2 separate regions of the Rattus norvegicus genome follow, and region 2 is linked to region 1. A link is a contact called in public Hi-C data. All regions are on one chromosome and are shown on one strand. The core of a region is the stretch at or near the end of the contact, and the rest is flanking DNA. Distances in the headings are between cores, read along the strand shown.

The links. A called contact is a pair of places that touch in the nucleus more often than the background predicts.
Region 2: a Hi-C map of the A7r5 cell line shows a contact between it and region 1, with 3 times the contacts expected there. The contact joins the promoter of Rai14 here to the enhancer-like site in region 1. A contact is called at or near these places in 3 of 12 Hi-C or Micro-C datasets (the A7r5 cell line, the Rat2 cell line and Schwann cells).

What each region holds. Positions count from the first base shown.
Region 1 is chr2:61,356,305-61,358,882 of GRCr8, forward strand. The region is part of intron 2 of Rai14 (retinoic acid induced 14); the gene reads right to left. Among named protein-coding and RNA genes, the nearest start is that of Rai14, 51 kb to the right of the region's middle. Within about 2 kb of position 1,282, at least 10 of the 93 cell types and tissues checked have an H3K27ac peak or open chromatin away from gene starts, as enhancers often do. A contact at or near this core is called in the A7r5 cell line and Schwann cells, where this site is marked.
Region 2 is chr2:61,407,775-61,410,352 of GRCr8, forward strand. It overlaps Rai14 (retinoic acid induced 14), which reads right to left and starts at 1,279. Exons shown (of 18, transcript NM_001399209.1): 1 at 1,212-1,279.

The DNA of each region.
Region 1 (2,578 bases), core at 32-2,531:
AGCTCTCTCCCAGTCCTGTGCCTCTGCCTTTCAAGGCTGCCCTGTTCAGCCAACACTAAGCTTCTCTCTCCCAAGAAGCTGAAGGTTGGAGCTGGAGGCGATGGTGGTGACAGATCTGGGAACAACTTCATCACATCAGGAATGTGGAGTGGGTTCACTGCCCTGAAGAAGGGCAGCCAGCCCTTTTCAGATCTGTGTTAAGGAAGCAGGAATGTCAGCATCCAGTGCTGTCTAGAATAGCTCCCTTCCTACCGTCAGACCCACAGGTCACAGCTCCCATTCACAAGGGGATGCTGAGGAGAAGACGCAGGGTGACCCCCAGCCTGTCAGGTGGCACAGCAATAGTTACACTTTCTCTTCCTGTGGCTGTTCCTCCAGCTACAGCAATCAGACCTCACACCCATAAGGCCTTGCTTCAGGACTTCAGAGCTTAATTTGTGAGCATCCCACCCCCACATCCTCCTTGAGGCTCCTTAAGTAATTAAACCACTGCATTCCACGAGGGCGGTTTGCCAAGTGGGAGAGACAGAGGGCAGGACACAAGACTATAATGCTGAAGGAAGTCGATTTGTGTCACACAGCCGAGAGACTCCAACTTACTAAGGTGCGTTTTATCGAAACGGCCCTACAGTTTCTCTTTGAAAGCCTGTCTAACTGTGTCCCGAGACTCAGAATGACTACCTGTGAGCTGTTCGTCTCTGGTAGGATGGAGGGAGGCAAAGAAGAAATGTGCTCCATACAGCTTGATTCTTCTTATCATGAACTGGAGGCATGTGAACAATTCAAAGACATTCTTTGTGGTGACTCTTTAAAACAAACGGTCTGAAAACCAACCACGGTGACGCACAGTTTAATTCACAAGTGATGAAAAAGAGGTATGTCTTTTATTAAGTTCGTGACTGGAATTCACCTCCCCTCTCCTCTATCTGTTGCTGGATGTATAAAGGGAAATGGGAAGGAGCTGGGGATGCACCTCAGCTGAGACAGGCCTTGCCTAGCATCCGCAGAGCCCTTGATGTCATCTCCAGTCTGTATCTGCATAAGCCAGACACGATAGCACACACCTCCAATTCCGGTACTGAGAACACAGAGGCAGGTAAACGAGAAATGCAATCCTTGGTTACATAGAGAAGCCTGGGGTAGGTAAGTAAGATCCTAACTTAAAAAAGAAAGGAGTAGGGGCCATGTGGGAAGACAAACTCAGAGGTTCAAAGCACTAGTCATATGTCTAACTCAAGGGAGCTCAGCCTCTAGAATCCAAGGAATCCAAGTGTGACTCAAAATTCATCCTTGAAAGGCAGGGAGAACTACTAAAGGCAGCTATGATATTGCATCACCAAGCTCTGAGTTTGACTGCGACTCTGCCTCAAAGAATAAAGTAGACGAATGACAGGTTGAAGAGGACCAAACATCAACCCCAAGCCTCTGCGCTCAGGAACACACACATGAATAGTCACCACCACCACACGCACAAACATGTGCACGCACACATATGCACACCACACAAAAAGGAAAAAAAGAGAATGCAAAACTTTAAGAATTGCATGCTGTCCTAAGGAATACTGACCACAGATAAGAAATCATTCATCCATTACAAAAAAATGAACTAGCTGGTTGTTCACAGGAGGGGAGTGTGAGGCTGAAGCCTAGAGGATTTCCTGCTTCTCTCCCCTGGAATACGGGCCAATTCCCAGCAACTAGAAGATAGAAAGAGAATAATCGCAGCTATGGGATCTGATCTAACCACATGCTCTCTGTCGCTCTCAGAGAACGGTTCTAGGAAATAGGAGAACGTAGACATGTATCTATAGGAAGAATATCCTAAGAGGTAACTGGAAGACATATTAGAAGCTAGCCAAAGCTATTGAGCATCCTGACTTCCGTCTATGTCCTTTCTGGATGGAGGACAGGATGACACATTCCAGAGATACAGGACAATAGCTCCAATGGACCTGCTCCATGCTGGGGAGTCTCGAACAAAATCCAAATGCCTGTATTGTATATATCTCAAAACATGGGCACTTAAATCAACCTATTCCTCCCTGTACTATTCCTGTGATACAAATTATCTGCCTGCCTTTGGGCACAAAGAGCTCCAGATGTGTGCTATCAGGCATCCCCAGGGTCAGAGTTCTTCAGCCTTCACATTCCTACAGAACAAGAAGTGTGGTTGTTTTTCTTGTGCTGTACTCTAGCTGACCATACAAACAGAAATTCCTGCCAGGAAATTCTTTTTTACTCTTTTTTTTAAATTATTATTATTTTAAGTCTCATTTCCTTTCAAGTGTCTGGTCTTGTAAGAGTTCTGGGAAGATGAACAATAACATTCTAAATTTATAGCAGAGGTAGCTGTGATTCACCCGTCCATGTATTCATTCGTTCGACAAGGATTTGCTGAGCAATTCTTATGTGCCAGGCTGGAATGTATGCAAGCTGGACACCCAGAGCACATTCCTCACAAGGGTACAGGACCTAAACAAACAAGTACGCCATTATCGCACAAGCAGCACGTCATGGAGAGGACGTACTTAATAGTCAATCAACATGACAGGATGGGAAAACCAGAAGGGTGATTTTT
Region 2 (2,578 bases), core at 29-2,528, 51 kb after region 1:
AAGAGCTAACGCTAGATCCTCTAAGGGACCAAACTAGTTCCTGTCTAAGGCAGCCTTCACAACCTTGAGATCTCAAACCCAAGACAATGGGCAATCCGCTAGTCCCAGGCAGATCCGCGCTATCCCTCCTAAAGCGGCTAACACTCAAATTACCTGTGAGTCCAGAGTGAAGGGAGACAGCAGGTAAGAAGTGAGTGGCCTGGCATCTGCATACTTGGTAACGGCAGTAAAGCAGTGCCGGGCTCCTTGGAAAAGAAAGCCTGGCTTTATATAAAGTCCAGGCCTCTGTGAGGTCACCCCTGCCTCTTTAAGTCACAGTGGGCTCCATCTGCTTTAATCTCCCCATCTGTTGCCTTTCCAGACTTAACACCCCACTGCCACCACCACCACCGAAGGAGATGCGAAATCCAAAATGAAAAACCGCTGGAAACTGCAGAACCTAAACTGGGGACACAAACTGGCCCAAGACAGCAGGAGTTGAAAGAACGATGCCCGCCTGCCCTCCCAGAGGGTCTCGATGGATGGCGACCGAAGCCCAGCAGCTTGGAGTGTGCCCCAACTCCAGCATCCTCCTCCCCGCCCTCCTAAGAGCTGTGGTGGGGGGAAATAACAAGGAGGGTGGGGGACAGGGGGCTGTGACAGCTTAGGGCGGTCTCGCCTGCGTCCTCCGGACAGCTCACCCGCTCCCTTGAGTCCGTAAAGGAACAATAGCGGACTGTGGGTCTCTAGAGCCACCCGGCGTCTCCCGCTCCCACCTCCGTCTTCTGCTTTTCCAAGTTCAGCCAAGAGGTGGGTCGAGCCAGGGAGCAAGGACTGGGGTACCGGACCCCGGGCAGGGCACGCAGGTGGGACAGGCTGTCCCGGGGGCGCAGACACATCGTTCTCCCGAATCCGGTCATTCATTCCCACCCGCGCTCCCTCGGCAGACGCCCCGCGCCACTGCCCCGCACCAGACCGCCAGAGGAGGCGAGCCCCTTTTCCAAACTAAGTCGGACCTCTCTTTCTGCCAGAGCCCCACCATCCTCCCATTCCTCCTCTCCCCAACCCCCAACTGTCTTCCGTGGACAGTGGGCGGCCAAAGCTGTGTCCAGACCATAACTCCAGCCCCGCGCTCCTCCCGGCGCCCGGAGCTCGGCGCAGTCCCAGACACAAAGGCGGGGACCGAGCCCAGAGCCCGCACCCCAGCCTCCCGGCTCCGCGCGGTCACTCACCCCATCCAAGCGGCTGCCTCAGCTCCGGGCCCGGCTGGCCGTCCCGCCCGCCGCTTCCCCAGGAAAGCGCGGCTGCCGGGCTCGCTTCCTGCTCGGCTTCCTGCACTGGGTCCCTCCTCCTCCTCTTCCTCCTCCTCCTCCTCCTTCTCCTCCTCCTCCCTCTCCTCCTCCTCCCGAGGCTGGGTCAGTGGGCGCTCAGCTCCCGGGCTCCGCCGGCAGGGCGGGGGCAACGGCAGCACCACCACGTGGCCGCCGGGCGCCGGCCCCCGACCTGGATCCCGTGGGCTCAAGGAGGGAGGTGCTGGCCACTCCCACCCCGCGCGGCCCCAAATTCCCGGAGTCAGGTGACCTGGCCCCGGAGCAGCTCCCGGGACCTGCAGGAGGTGCTCCCCGACCGCCCACGCCTCGGCTCGCGGCGCCTCCAGGACGTCCACGCTCGCTTTTGATTTCTGTGGAACGCGGGAATCCTTCTCCGTGGGTCTGTCTCACACCTTAACTTGAAGTTAGTGGGATCCACGGTATGCGGGTTCCACTGCTGGGGTAGGGATAAGGACCCGAGAAAGTATTGTTTCTGGTCCATTTCCAAAGTTATCTGTAGTCTTGGGAAAAGCAGAGTCATTGACCCAAAGCCCGCTCTGAACCAAACAGGAATCGGTTCCATTTTCGTTGTGAACGAAAAGAAAGTAAACCAGAATGTACTCACATTTTCTGGGCTGAACCAGTTGGTTGGAGCGACTGTTTCTTAACACTCCTCAGGTGGTGAGACAAAACTTACTTGTGCTCTGCTCGGGAGTTGGGAGACTATCTGCAGCCTGCAGGGACAGGCTAGACGGGAGTCGGAGCGCCCTCAGCAGGGTGCCTTGAGTTGGAAGTCCTGAGATCCGGTGAAGCTTCCCTCCCCCAGACCACCAGGACCGGACTTCTGAACCGAATCGACTTCTCCATTAATTCTGAGGATTTGAAATCTCTCCACTATTCCCCTGATTTAAGTAGGCTTTTTAGTTCCACTAGCCAGCTAGGTCGTAGAAAGTTTAACTCACCAAAGCTCCACGGGACTCCTGGTTGGTGGTGTGTCTTTCGCACAGAGAGGTTTCTAGCGATTTTTGCTAGGATCGACTGTAAGTCCACTGAAGGAAGTAAGGAGGAAAAACAGCCAATTCCAACAGAAGTGAGAGTCACCTTAACACCAACCAGTGTACAGTATCTTTGTGTGTGTTAGCATCAGATCGCGTGTGTTTTATCCCACTCCTTCGCTCCTTTCCCCAAGAGAACACCTTGCCTTAGCTTTCACAAGCAAACTTGCCAACTAGAAAACAAAAGCTTCATCTTTAGCTCAATAGCCTTTGCTTTCTAAGCACCATACATCA